Linked DNA regions of Mus musculus: regions 1 and 3 are each linked to region 2. The links are chromatin contacts, called in public Micro-C and promoter capture Hi-C maps. All regions are on one chromosome and are shown on one strand. The core of a region is the stretch at or near the end of the contact, and the rest is flanking DNA. Distances in the headings are between cores, read along the strand shown.

Region 1 (4,874 bases), core at 352-2,851, 650 kb after region 2:
GTAAGCACTCAATAATAGCTTTTATTATAATTGCCACGGTTCAGAGGCGGGGAGGTGTGAAAGGCAAGGGAAGGGCATGGGGACAAGGGGGACATGGGAGAGGTGGGACAAAGGAAAGGCACTCTAACCTGTGCTGGGGCCGAGTCTGGGAAGGGGATGAGCCTGCTTGTACTCCCGCACATAAAGTGCCAGATATTATCAACACAAGCAGCAGCCATGGTGGGGTTTCTGGGTCTGTCTCTGAGGCAAACTGTACCGTGCATTATAGGTAGGCAGCGTCCAATGTGAGTCGAAGAAAGCCTGCCTGCCAGGGCCAGGACTCAAGGAGTGCACTGAAATTGAGGATGACCATAACAAAGAAATAAGAGATAAGAGGTGTCCGCATTTCCAGGAAAGAATGTAGCATGCCTGGTAGTTGGGGAAAGCTGAGGTTGGTGCGGGGTCCTTCACTCACCAGGGACTCAGTGTTGAGGGATCAGCAATGAGGATAAGTATGTAGAGAGAAGGGGACAGGGTAGATAAAGGCACCAGGTGGGGTTCTGGCCTGGCCAGGAAGGAAGATGGGTAGCTAAGGTAGGTAAGGACTGGACTTCTCCGAACGCCCTCAACTTCGAGCTAGGGCATCTAGGCATAACCCTGAGCACAGTCCAGGCTGGTGGCACCCCTCCACGGGGATGACCCTAAGGACCTGCCCCGACTGGTTCCCCATCACACCAACGCATAGTCGAACTGCCCGCGTTCGAGCGCCTCCTTGTGGTCGGTCCAGGACGAGGCGGGCATGCGGCTGTAGGGGTCTAGCAGTATGCGCACACAGCGCACCATCAACAGAACCAACACCACGAGCAGGCAGAGCACGAAGGCGAACACCGTGCGTTGCTCGACGTCCAGGCCCGCGCCCACCGGGGGCCCCGTCGACGGCGGCAGCGGCTCCGGTGATAGTGTCCACGCCGAACTCATAGCTCACATCGCCGCGCTCTGAGGAGAGAGGGGTACCCACCCCGGGGTCCGCGGGGATGAGGCTATGCCCTTCCTGCACCTCCATCCACCCCTTCTGGAGTAGCCCCTTTGCTGTATCCCACAGCATCATCTCTGTCCGTGTTGTCGTCTCCGGGCTACGCCCATGCCCCGCCTGTGCGCTCCGCCGCCACAGCCACGCGGGGACTCAACTCCAGCGGTGCGCGCAGGTGGGGTCGCTGAGAGCCGGGACAGGTCAGCTTAGATCTGCCCAGCCCGCGCACAACAGGTGCGATCGCGCTGGGACAGAGACCAGAGCTGCACTGTTTGAACTGGTCCCCGCCCCGCTCCCTTTGTTCTCCAAGGCCCAAGACCCCCCTCCCCCACCGTAGCCGACTCCCGGGCTACAACGCGCCCCCCTCACCCTTGGTCCTAGACGGGGACCGGCCGCCCTGCAGCCCCTCTCTCTCTCTCTTTCTCGGAACTCGTGCGCTGCTTTGCTCTGGTCTTCCCGGGTGGCAGTGGTAGCGGCGGAGGCTGTGGCAGCCCCGGCTCAGCCCACCCCACCCGCCCCTGGAGCGGTGGAGACCGAGGGAGGAAGGAGAGCCGCGCGCCAGCCCAGCCGCCGCGGCTGTTCCCATGGCGACGAGGGCGGGGCTGCGAGGGGGTGGTGGCTGTGTTAGGAGCGGTGCCTGGGCTTGTGACCCCGCCCCGGCCTGCCTATCGGAAGGCTGAACCTTCCCACCGCTGTGCCAGCCCAGACAGCCTCAGCTTCCAGCTCCTAGAGCACCCAGGACCTCGCCAGGACATGGGCATTTACGCCTCTCCCACGGAAGCCTCTCCTAACCTCGGTGTCTGTATCCGTATTCTTCCCGGGCAACCCCTTACCCCAGTCTCTGTTAGTTAAGCCCCGAAGCCTTAGGGAACCCCGAATTCAACTGAGACCCCAGACAGCTGGGATGCTTATTCTTCCCACAAAAGGGCAGGGTGTTGGCCCGAGAAAGCAGCACTCTCTCTGGCTACAATCCTTCACTGACCTAGGTCTCTGACAGGCCCTCAGTCCCAGCCTTCCCAGCAGAGAGGTACACTTCAAACCGTTCAAACTGCTCTTCTGCGCTTTGGTGTTTTATTAGGTCCAGATCTTAGGCTTATGTACAGGAAGTAAGAGCACTGATTTAAAAACAAAAACAAAACAAAACAAAAGGACCTAAAGTGGCTTGGAAGGCAATGCCAGTGGACTACTTAGAACAGCAGGCCAGGCCTCACCCGACAGGAGTCCTGGGCTGGGGCCTTCTGACACTGCCAGCAACCCCTGTGACGGACGCACTGGGAGACAGTCCCCATCCTGCTAGACACCCCAAGCTCTTCCCTTGTCCAGCTGGTTTCACAGCTGCCCTGAAGAACTTGGGGCAGAAGCTTGTTCACAGCTGTATCAGATGTGGCAAAGTGTCTCTGTGTGTCTGTCCCATGATGGTCTAGCCTCGAGCTGCCTAGACTCCATTGCTGCCCTCAGAGGATCTGCTCTGTGCTGGAGGCTGAGATGTCCAGAAGGCGCCAGGCAGCATAAGGGTTGAGCTCCTCCTGGTCTCTGCAGAGTGCCCACACGTACAGCATTCGCTGCACCTTGTCCTGTGAAGACCGGGCAGGGTGAGGGGTCAGGCTTGGTGGGTGTACAGAAAGAAGGGCTACTGAGGGGGACAGGGAAGGGGTTCCCGGGCTGCTGGCTCTGGTCAGTGGTCAGATGAAACGGTGCTCTGACTTCAAAAAGCTCTCAATTCGTACTTGTGGTGCTTCTGCCTGGCTCTGTGCTGGGGAGGCGTGCAATGCACAGGGCCCTGTATGTGAGAAGCACTCCCAAACCTCCATTCCCTTGATTACCACTCACCGGGTCACCATCATACACCTCGCCTTTGGAGTTCTTGATCACCATCACCACCTGGGCCTGAAAGGTAACGATCAGCACTGGGCCCTGCTCCATCATCTTGCCCATGGCCAGCTGCAGGAAACACACAAGTACAGGCCTCAGAACTGTACACCTCCACCCAATGCTCACAACCCTGGAGATGAAACGCCCCAAAGTTGCACTCTGTACTTGTCCTATAGTCTGACACTTTGCCGTGCTAAAGGTATGGTACCACCCTCCCCGACTTTAGAGGAGTGATTTTTTTCCAATGAGCTCCTTCTCATGGGCAACTCCAGGCCTTCAACTGTGGGATTTCTCTGTTCCCAGACTGGGTCCATGCAGGTTCATAAAACCAAGGGGTGAAGGAAGGCAGGAAGTTGGCTCCACTTTGCCTGCAGCTCCTACGAGGTAAGAAGTTCTGGTGACGGAAGCTGAACTGCCTGTTAGGGGCCCACGCTGCAGAGGCAGGGGCACCACTGCCAGTGGAGCTCAAGGGCTCAGCACCTGCCCAATAACACAGGATCCTGGATGCAGGATGAGCTGCGTCCTGATAAACACGCTTGAAAGTATCATGGAAAACTCATTAAAACACCAAATGAAATAAGCATCCTAGCCAAGTACAGGTAAGCAAAATTAGCTTCATTTTGTAATTAATAGGTAATGCAAAGCCTATTTTTATTTTGATACAGGGTCTCAGGTAACATAGGGTGGCCTTACTCACAATATAGTTATGAATGGCCTGAATCCCACTGCCTCAGCCTTCAAATGCTGGGATTATAGGCATGAGCTACCACACCCACTAACAAAGAGTATTTTACAATAAAGTCATTTAGCTCAGATTACCCTTAAACTCATGGGATCTTCCTGCCTCAACTTCCAGAGTGCTTGAATTCTAGGTGTGTCTCTCGATGCCTGGCTCACCGCATAGAATTTTGTTTTTATTTTTCATTTTTTGTATGAATAGCATGTGTGCTAATATGTGCACACAAACACAGACCAGCCCTCTCCTCAAAACCAACCAAACATCAACCAATCACTCAAGCCACATTGTTTGGCTGGAAATCACTTACACTTCAAGCGCAGAAATACGGAAAGCTTTGAGAGGCAGGTCAACAGTTTTGTTTGTTACCATCCTAGGAATTCAAGCCGGTGCCTTACAAATGCTAAGCCAGGACTCTTAGCACTGGCATATCCCCAGGCCTTGTCTTACTTTCTCTTTTGAAACTGTGTCACAAAGTTACCTAGATGAGTGTGGAACTCACTCTGTAGCCCAAGCAGCCCTGCCGTGAGTATGGGGGATCGGCAGGTCTGGCTTCATTTATAGGCTATGTCAGCTGCTGCTTCACTCTGACTGTCTGCTTCCTTGGGGATGACTTACGTCCACATTGCTGATGTCCAGAATTCGGGAGTGGAACTGGAAGCCCAGAGCCTTGGCCTGCTGGATAGGGTGGGCCAGCTGGCTGTAGGTCTGCAATGAGAGGCAATATGCCCATGTAGTCAGCCACTGATAGGGGTTGGGTTACACCCAGAGGTATAGCCACTTTTATATGCCCTAACACCCAAACTGGCAGAAGCCAAGAGCACAAGTCCAAGCCCAGAAGGATGCCACTCTTGGCTGGCCAGACCTGCACACTTCTCATTATGGAAAGAGCCATACGTCCAAGTAGGATCAGTATTAATCAGTGTAGTGGGTAATTCACAGCATCATCCGAAGTACACTCCCAGGGTAAGCTGGGGGACTCTTGGCTGATCTCTACTGTTCCCAGATTCACCTCCCCTGGAATCTTGGCCTGGATTCAAATGCCGTTTCTAGGATTTGTCCCAACCCTTTGGGCTGCCCTAGAACTCACAGCTTAAGTAGCCTCTCTCACAGAACATCCAACGTGCCACCCTCCACTGCCCCAAGAGCCTGGGGGACATGTAGCCACAAGGAGAGCAGTTTGAGCTTGGAGTCAACTAAGACAGGAAATGGCCTGAAGGCATTTCTGGACTTCAGAAATAACAGATGCTGAACAGA
Region 2 (4,404 bases), core at 1,787-4,286:
CATCATCCCGGAATTCTGCTCAGCCAGCCCCAGAATCTGGAGACCTACCCACGATTGAAGAGGCCCTGCAGATCATTCACAGTGCTGAGCCCCGACTGCTCCCTGATGGGGCTGCTGATGGCAGTTTCTACCTCCATTCTCCTGAGGGTCTCTCCAAACCACCACTCTCCCCCTACCCTCCCGAAGGAGCCTCAAAGCCGCTGTCTGATAGGCTCAACAAGGCGCCTATCTATATATCACACCCTGAGAACCCTTCAAAATCATCTCCCTGCTCAACAGGAGAGATACTGAAACCACCACCCCCATCCGAGGGTTCCCCCAAAGCTGTGGCTTCATCCCCAGCAGCCAACAACTCCGAAGTGAAGATGACCAGTTTTGCTGAACGCAAGAAACAGCTGGTGAAGGCTGAGGCTGAGTCAGGATTGGGGTCTCCAACATCCACCCCCGTAGCACCTGAGGCCTTGAGCTCAGAGATGAGTGAGCTGGGAGCCAGGCTGGAGGAGAAGCGCCGAGCCATAGAGGCACAGAAACGACGCATTGAGGCAATCTTTGCCAAGCATAGGCAGAGGCTGGGCAAGAGCGCTTTCCTGCAGGTGCAGCCTCGGGAGGCTGCAGGGGAGGCCGAGGAGGAAGCTGAGCTGGGCTCAGTTCCTGGTGGGGAACGGCCAGCAGGTGAGGGCCAGGGTGAGCCGTCCTTACGGCACAAGTCAGTTACCTTCTCTCCAGACCTGGGCCCAGTGCCCCCAGAGGGACTTGGGGATTACAATAGAGCAGTCAGTAAGCTGAGTGCCGCTCTGAGCTCTCTGCAGCGGGACATGCAGAGGCTCACAGACCAGCAACAGCGGCTTCTAGCCCCTCCAGAAGCTCCTGGACCTGCCCCACCACCTGCAGCCTGGGTCATTCCTGGACCCGCCACTGGGCCTAAAGCAGCATCCCCCAGCCCTGCCCGTCGTGCCCCAGCTGCCCGACGCAGCCCTGGGCCAGGCCCCAGCCCAACACCCCGTAGTCCAAAACATGCAAGGCCGGCAGAGCTGAAGCTTGCACCTTTGACAAGGGTACTCACACCACCCCATGATGTAGACAGCCTCCCTCACCTACGCAAGTTTTCACCCAGCCAGGTGCCTGTACAGACTCGCTCCTCTATCCTCCTGTCGGAGGGGACACCTCCCGAGGAGCCCACCACCAAGCCTGCCCTCATTGAGATCCCTCTAGCCAGCCTGGGGGAGCCTGCTGCTGATGAGGAAGGAGATGGGAGCCCCCCTGGGGCTGAGGATTCCTTAGAGGAAGAGGCATCTTCTGAGGGAGAGCCCCGATCAGGGCTTGGATTCTTTTATAAGGTGAGTCACCTTGGCGGGTCAGAGGGAAAAGGTGAGCCAGTAGGTAGATGTATGAATGGATGGGTAATGGGGATGCCCCTAGGGGGTAGTAAGGGAGCTGGGAAGTGGTGGATATTCAGGGATAGAGCTTTACTGTTGAGTGGGTAAATTGACATGTATTGCCTGATGGATGGATGGATGGATGGATGGATGGATGGATGGATGGATAGCTGGCTGACTAGGGAGTGGCTGGCTTGCTGGCTTTCTTGGATGGATGGATGGATGGATGGATGGATGGATGGATGGATGGATGGGTTGGAAGGGTAGTTAGATGGGTGGATAAGTTAAATGGGTGAGTGAGTGGTAGGTATGTGATTAGTTTGGCTAGGTGGATGGAAAGGTAGGTGGACAGGCTGGATGAGTGATGGTAGGTTGAAAGGAAGGTGGATAGGTGGTTGGTTAGATGGATGGAAGGTGGTTTGATAGGTGGATAGAGGGAAGGTTAATTGGTAGATGGACAAGTAGTAGTTGGGCATATGGATGGGTGAGTGGGTGATAGACAGGATGGACAGGTGTGGGTGGGTGGATAAGCAGGGCTAGGGTGATCCTCTTTCCTGATGTATCCTGTTTGGTAATCCTCCATCTTCATGCCACTTACGGCCTGGGCCCCTGTGCATACTGTTGTAACTGAGCAGCGCACACTCTGCTCCAGTTGGTCATTACTGCTGCAAACCCACTTTGTTTGTTTTTCCTGAGCAGTGGAGATTTTGACTGCTCTTCTTTGCCCTGAGGACAAAATGCCCGTCCACTGCCTTGGGCCCTGCTCCCTTGTGACTTTAACCTGGATCATTGTCCCCAACTCAGTGTCTCGGCTACATGGGTTTGTTCTGGCCTCAAGGCCTTTGAACTTTCTAACCCCTCTGCCTGGAGAGTGCCCCTAGGCTGGGAGTACTTCTAAGAAGACCCCAGAATAGGATAGCCTGCAGTGCAGCTTGGCACACTTCAAGCATCTTCATAGCATTGAAGGTCTGTGTGTCACTTGCTAGCCTTCCCCCTTTGTGCATTGTGTACACAGCTCCCAGGGCTGCTCATAAAGTAGTCACTAACTAAGTACTCCGAGGATTTTAGAAAGGTCAGGAGAGCTTGGCTAATGCTAAAAGTCAGACTCCAGTTGGCAGAGTGGCTAGTTAAACTCCTATGACATCCTCCAGGACGAAGACAAGCCTGAGGATGAGATGGCTCAGAAGCGAGCTAGCCTGCTGGAGCGTCAGCAGAGGCGGGTAGAGGAAGCCCGGCGGCGCAAACAGTGGCAGGAGGCAGAGAAGGAGCAGAAACGGGAGGAGGCCGCCAGGTGAGGCTAGAACTGGAATGAGGGGCCTGGCCTTTGGTATTGCTGCCCCAGTGCTCCCATATTCTATCCTGCTTGCTACCTTCTGTCTAATCTGCAGGCTGGCTCAGGAGGCTCCAGGCTTGGCCTTTACAACTCCTGTTGTAGCCTCTGCGGCTCCAGTGGCCACCTTGGCTCCTACTACCAGAGCCATGGCCCCAGCTGAGGAGGAGGTGGGCCCCCGGCGGGGGGACTTCACAAGACTTGAGTATGAACGCCGGGCACAACTGAAACTGATGGATGACCTTGATAAGGTGCTACGGCCCCGGGCCTCAGGGACCGGGGGACCAGGGCGGGGCGGGCGCAGGGCCACCCGGCCACGCTCTGGTTGCTGTGATGACTCGGCCTTGGCACGAAGCCCAGCCCGCGGCCTGCTGGGTGAGGACCCTGTTGGAGGGGCCCTATGATTGTGGAGAGAGGGAGTGTCTGGTGGCATGCAGTGATGGGGCAGGAATTTGGAGTGGGCATGAGTTCCAGTGTGGTGAGGGTAACTTCCTTCCTTGGCTGGATAGTGAGGAACTCTCTTGGATATTTGAGGATGCTACTAAACAGTGCTCCCTTCCCTGTAGGTATGTGGACAAGAATGCCAAACTCAGGGCTGGGTTTGTCTGGAATGGATGAGGCCCTGGGTTAAATCCCAGAGCTGTATAAGAAAAATTGCCATATTAAGGTAGACAGGTTGGCACATGCCTGTCATTGCGATACTCAGGAGTCTGAAGCAGGAGGATTTTGAGTTTGGTCCTAAACTGGCTGTTGAGCAGCTTCTCTGCCCATTTAGGCTACACCTTGAGGTCCTGCACCAAACACTGAAACTAAGGACACATAAACACACACACACACACACACACACACACACACACGAATAAGTTCAGAGTGGTGGTGGTGGCTCTTGGTAGAGTACTTGCCTACCCTAGCGTACACGAAACTTCAGGTTCCATCCCCAGTTTTAACCAGGAATGGCAGTTATAGGCCTATAACTCCAGCACTGAGAAAGTAGAGACTGGAGACTTGGTCATCCTCAACAAATAGGAAGTTTGAGGCCAGCCTGGGCTATAGAAGACCCATCTTTAAAAAGTAAAAGCCAGACTGGAGAAACGACTCAGTGGTTAAGAGCACCTATTGCTCTTCCAGAGGTCCCGAGTTCAGTTCTTAGCAACCACATGTGACCGACTCACAACCATCTGTAATTGAGTCCAGTGCCCCCCTCTGCTGTCATAAGACAGATACTCGTATAAATAAACAAAACTTAGCAGGCAATCACGAAAGGCTGAGAGGGTCTCGGGAATGCCCATGGGCGTTAATGGAGGTAAAGGCCTTAGGGATAACTGACTGGTACTGTCTATCCTAGGTTCACGGCTCAGCAAGGTCTATTCCCAGTCCACGCTGTCCCTATCTACGGTGGCCAACGAGGCTCCCAATAACCTTGGTGTGAAGAGGCCCACCTCTCGGTGAGTCTATCTGGAACCTAGAGCAAGATATGGCGGGACCGCTGGGATGTGTAGATGGAAGGAAGTACAGGAACACAGATGGGATTTGGGGGAAACTGACTCAAGTCTGGAGGATGTGCCCACATGCAATGTAGGAGGTTGAGCATATGGAGCAGCTGTCTATGGACTTGTGGCAGCATGCAATATACATGCCCCTCTCCTCTGCAGTGCACTGGGCTTGCCTCGTCCCTAATCCTGTTGTACCCTGGGAGGC
Region 3 (4,639 bases), core at 1,815-4,314, 720 kb after region 2:
TAGGCAGGGTTGGCCATCGTTGTTCTTCCACATGTCCAAATTCCTTAAGTGTGTTTCAGTGTTTCCTTGTTTCTAAGCTTCTGTTCTGTGTCATATTAGCAGTTTTTCTAACTTGAAGGAACACAGTCACATCCTAACTGGTTTTATGCCTGCCAGTCAGCGCATCCTTTGCAAATGTGACTCCCTCTGTCAATGATCATAAGTCTGGAGTGGGCCCTCATAATATCTGAGGTTTCTTCCCAACAGACCTGCTACTCACTTCCTTCTACGTTTCCAAAAGTTCCATACCCCGTATGTTTTCCAGAGTTAATAGCTCCACCTACTCCACTCACCAAGTTCTTGAAGAGTCTTTCCCACTCATCTTTTACCTAGCTATTTCCACTAGGTCCTCCTGCCTCAACAACTCAGGGAACATTTTGGGGTCTCCTGGGCTTGAATAACAGTTCCTTTTCCTGTGCTTCCACATCACCTGGTGCATTACTGCTCACCAGCCAGGCTAAACCATCTAAACATAGTTCATATACACCATGGCCTCTCCAGAGCTGATCCTCTGGGCTGAAATACAACTTTGGGGAAGGGGACAAAAGGCTTACTTCCCTCTTGTTGGTCTTTCTCCATAGAACTACTGCCACCTAGGGGCAAAAGGCCGGCACTGCATCTCACTCACCATTCTGCATTTAACCAGCTTGAACACACTGAAGGTGATGGGAACACCAATCATTCTGGAGGAAGTGGAAAAGCCTTGGCATTTGGGGGCAGCTTCAAATGGTGTTTGTGCTCTGAGCTGGTCCACACAGCTTTCCAGGAAAAGAGCAGAAAGGTCAGAAAAGCGCATAGTGGGACATCCCAAACTAAGGGCTTCTGATTTTAATGTTTAGAACCATTTGAACAGCCCAGCATAATTTTTCTTTTCATGCCCCAAGACTTCTTTTAATCAGGAGAAACATAGATCTGCATCTTCGAAAAGTCAACTCCTGCTGGTGTGCAAAGGACGGAGAGAAGCGGTGTGAGAAGCCACTGCGTAAGCACAGGAATGGGTATGTTCTTCAGTCTCTCCCTTTCTACTGCTGCCCAGGGACCTATCCCTGAACACAGCCAAACTGAAGTTGTTTCCCTCAAACCAGCACTTCAACAGAAACATTTCCTATTTCTCTCAGCTTCTTCACACTCCTTGAAGTCACAGCATTAAGAAAATATTTTTAGATTTATGTGTGTTTTGTTTGTATGGGAACCACATGTATGCTTGATGTTCTGCAAAGTCAGAAGAGGGAATGGGATCCTTTGGAACTGGAGTTATGGATGGCTGTGAGCCATCATGTAGGTGCGAGGAACTGAACACAGGTCCTCTGCAAGAGTAACAAGTGCTCCTGTTCACTGAGCCGCCTCTCCAGCCTCACACCATTTTCAAAACCAGACCTCAACAGTTTTGCATACACCAGTATTCAATATGTTGGCGGTATCTAGGACTTGCTTTCAAACCCTGCATTGGCCACTACAGTGCAAGAGATTATCCTGTTTCACTTTCTTCTCTAAAATGGATACTGTAACATCTACCTTAGGGGCTGGGGACATGCCCGTGAAGTATGAACACATGGTCCATTGTTGAAAGATTCTGGTGATTATTTTAACTGCATATTCCATGTGTACTGGGGGTTTCCTCACATCTTTACATCTGCACAATACTTTCCCCATGCTATTTCACAGGCATTTCAATACGGCTTATTCAAGATCTTAGGTGCTTCACCCAGATCATCGGATAGGGCTGGAAGAACTTTTCCAGGAAGACTGCTTAAAGATTTCTCACCTCTCTGTGTATGTGTTTTGGTGGAGGGAAAAAAACGAGAGAAAGAACCCTAGCAACGCCTCAATGTGTTTTTGGTACTCACAACTGGAAGAAGTAGGAGGCAGAGATGCTAATACTCAGTAGGCAGAAGAAGCCAGGCATGCTATCCAACTTTCTGCAATGCATAGGGCAGCCAGGCCCTCCCAACCAACCATTATCTGACTCTAACTGCCTGTAACAAGGAGGTTAAGAAAGCTTTAACATCCGATCTTGCCTCTTCTAGAGCTCTGGCCAGCGGTGTCCCACATGGACACTTCCGATAATGGAAGCTCTGTCTAGTGCAAAAAAGTTCTCCACCTGCTCTCCACATAGTAGGCGTCAAACCCATTTTGGCATGCTTTAGCAGCAGAAGACAAGAGAAAGGGAAGATCCATCATCACTACCCATTGTTCAACAGCGTGCAATTGCCTTTTTAATATTTACACGTTATTTTACAAATGAAAACGTCCCTAAAACAGCTTTGTTAGAGATGGCGATCAAAGAAAAAATTTCCCCTTTCTCTTCTAGACTTCTACACACAGACGAAAGGTTTGCACACTTCTAAAAGGACCTCATGATTCGTCGCGGTGTGTCCAGAAAATCGTCCACAAAAGAAATCTATGGGATTTCCCGAGGGAGCAAGTCTGTGGGCCATGACCTCTGGCGCCCAAGGTCCTCGCTCCACTCTTCCACCCCCGGATCACCGGGCCTCCGAGATCAACTATCCGGGGCCCCCCAAGCCTCGGAGCCCGGCCCCCCAAAGCGCGTGCCCACGCTGTGTCCTTCTCCCGCCTCTCTCGCGGGAGCCCAGAGGAATCTGGCCCGGCGGAGGCTTGTCGCCAACCTGAATCAAACAGAGTCGGTTCCCATTCGCCCAGCCGCGGCCCACACGCGCGTCTCCATACCCAGGCCTACCGCGGCCTGGGGCCTTCGGCCGGTGCAGGCCCGGCGGACGCCCGTGGGGCTAGGCGAGCTCAGGCCCTAGCGCGGCCTACTCTTTCGGAAGTCGCCGAAGCCTCCGGCCTCACCTGAACACGGGCGGGAAGGCCCGGGACTCTGCTCCGGGGCGGGCGGCGCGGCGATAACGGCTCCGCACGGCCTCGGCAGCGGTGGCGGCGGCGGCGGCGGCGGCAGAGCGGTAGCGGTAGCGGTAGCGGCGACGGCGACGGCGACGGCGACGGCGACGGCGACGGCTGCGGCTCCTCCTCAGCGCGCACGACCCGCTCCCCGGCCCCGCGGCCCAGACACGCCCCCTGCTCAGCGCGCTCTGCTATTGGTCAGTGTCTTTGAAGAAGCGACGCTCATTGGTTGGCATGGCTGTCGCGGTACGCGGGTGCGCGCGGCGTAGGCGGGACTTCCTGTCGGCGTCGTCCGCGGTGGACCAAGGCGCCCAGTGGAGTCGCGAAGTGGCTGGCGATGGCCGCGGAGAGGGTGAGTTGGAGCCTGGCCCGCAGTGGACGCCGTCTGGACGTCGAGGCCAAAGAGTGGCGCTCTTTATAGAACGCACGTCGTGTGATCCTCACAATGCGGGCTGTGCAGCCGCTTACGTCCAGAGAAAGCAAGTTGGTCATCGGGAGCCCTCGCTAGGAGGACAGGATCCCCGATTCGAATCCCGGCCCGGACATTTCCGGTCTGCCTGCAGTTGAGCACCGGCTGACGTCACTGAGCCGGGCCTCAGTTTTGTTATCTGGTGAAGCGGGTTAAAGGATGTGGTCAGCATGGTCAGCCTCTGGGAATCTAAAGTTAAAATTTCTTGGTTTTAAGATTTTTCTTAGTGTGTATGCATGGGTGTTCAGCCTGCATGTATGTTAACCCTGTGCACCATATGCGTGTAGTGCAGATGGGAGTCAGAGAGAAGGTCGGATCCTCCGGGGGACTATTGTTAACTGCGTTTGGGAGCCGACTACTGAACCCATGTCTTCTGTAAAAGCAGCCAGTGATCTTAATTGCTGAGCCATCTTTCCAGCCCCACTTCCTTCGAAATTTAAAATGCCTACTATGTGCCAGGCAGTCGGGCAGTGACCAGAAAAACAACTGCCTGTGCCTTTTGGAGGCTGCTGTTCTGGACTAGTGCTATCAGAAACGTATATGCCACCCTGTTTGATTGAAAACTTCTCTATTGTCTCTACCTCTGTCCACCGTTTTTTAGCGTGTTTGTTTTCTTTTAGTCGGGATCTTCCTAAGTAGTCCTGGCTTGGAACTTATAAATCACGCTGACCATTGCCTCATAGAGATCTGCCTGCCTCTGTTTCCTGATTGCTGGGGTTTAGGGTGATGTTTCATATGATCCAGGTTGGCCTTAAACTTTCTGTGTAACGAAGGATGTCAGTGAAATGATCCTTTTGCTTTCATCTCCCAAGTTCTAGGATTACAGGCCTGCAACACAGCCGCTGCGTGTAGGTAACCTTTTAAAAGTAGTTCTACAGGATTTGAAAAAAAGTTATATTCAAAATTTTTATATTATGTATGTATTTGTTTGTATGTATGTACGTGTTTTTAAAGGATGGTGTTTGTGTATATGTGTATAATATGTATATATTATAATATGCATGTGTTTGTGTGACCATCTATGTGAGAGTCAAAGGGTTACTTGGAGGCGTCAGTTCTTCCGTCATAAGAGATATGGGGGTTGAACTCAGGTTTACACTCAGCAACCAATGTCTGTTCAGCTGAGTCATCTTTATAGCCTGCGATGTCCTTTGTAAAAAAAAAAATATTTATTCACTTAACATCCCAATTGCTGCCCCCACTCCTGGTCCCCTTCTCCTTCTCCTCTGAGAGGGTGGAGCCCCTCACCTTGGCATATCAAGTCTCTAC

The links. Promoter capture Hi-C pulls out the DNA fragments that hold promoters and counts their contacts. Hi-C and Micro-C count contacts between places; a contact is called where the count stands out from the background.
Region 1: a contact with region 2 is called in a Micro-C map of embryonic stem cells, with 2.1 times the contacts expected there. The contact joins the promoter of Ctxn1 here to the enhancer-like site in region 2. A contact is called at or near these places in 6 of 39 promoter capture datasets (the 3T3-L1 cell line, cranial neural crest, embryonic stem cells and 2 more), 5 of 484 Hi-C or Micro-C datasets (B cells, cardiomyocytes, embryonic stem cells and 1 more), 9 of 115 datasets of contacts at active chromatin or transcription factors (embryonic forebrain, embryonic hindbrain, embryonic stem cells and 2 more) and 3 of 9 other capture datasets (adipose tissue, embryonic stem cells and pancreatic islet).
Region 3: a promoter capture Hi-C map of embryonic stem cells shows a contact between it and region 2. The contact joins the promoter of Elavl1 here to the enhancer-like site in region 2. A contact is called at or near these places in 3 of 39 promoter capture datasets (embryonic stem cells, hippocampal neurons and liver), 2 of 484 Hi-C or Micro-C datasets (embryonic stem cells and erythroblasts) and 4 of 115 datasets of contacts at active chromatin or transcription factors (bone marrow-derived macrophages, embryonic stem cells, large pre-B cells and 1 more).

The regions. Positions count from the first base shown.
Region 1 is chr8:4,257,673-4,262,546 of GRCm38.p6, forward strand. Ctxn1 (cortexin 1) reads right to left here and starts at 1,602. Exons shown (of 2, transcript NM_183315.2): 1 at 1,379-1,602; 2 at 1-975. The coding sequence starts at 957. The coding sequence ends at 709. Timm44 (translocase of inner mitochondrial membrane 44) reads right to left here. Exons shown (of 13, transcript NM_011592.2): 11 at 4,236-4,325; 12 at 2,840-2,950; 13 at 2,059-2,583. The coding sequence ends at 2,464.
Region 2 is chr8:3,603,740-3,608,143 of GRCm38.p6, forward strand. Camsap3 (calmodulin regulated spectrin-associated protein family, member 3) reads left to right here. Exons shown (of 17, transcript NM_027171.3): 11 at 1-1,337; 12 at 2,528-2,667; 13 at 2,765-3,081; 14 at 4,052-4,151. Among named protein-coding and RNA genes, the nearest start is that of Xab2, 15 kb to the right of the region's middle. Within about 2 kb of position 3,037, at least 25 of the 459 cell types and tissues checked have an H3K27ac peak or open chromatin away from gene starts, as enhancers often do. A contact at or near this core is called in embryonic stem cells, where this site is marked.
Region 3 is chr8:4,322,036-4,326,674 of GRCm38.p6, forward strand. Elavl1 (ELAV (embryonic lethal, abnormal vision)-like 1 (Hu antigen R)) reads right to left here and starts at 3,065. Exons shown (of 6, transcript NM_010485.3): 1 at 2,851-3,065. It also overlaps a transcript of Ccl25 not described here.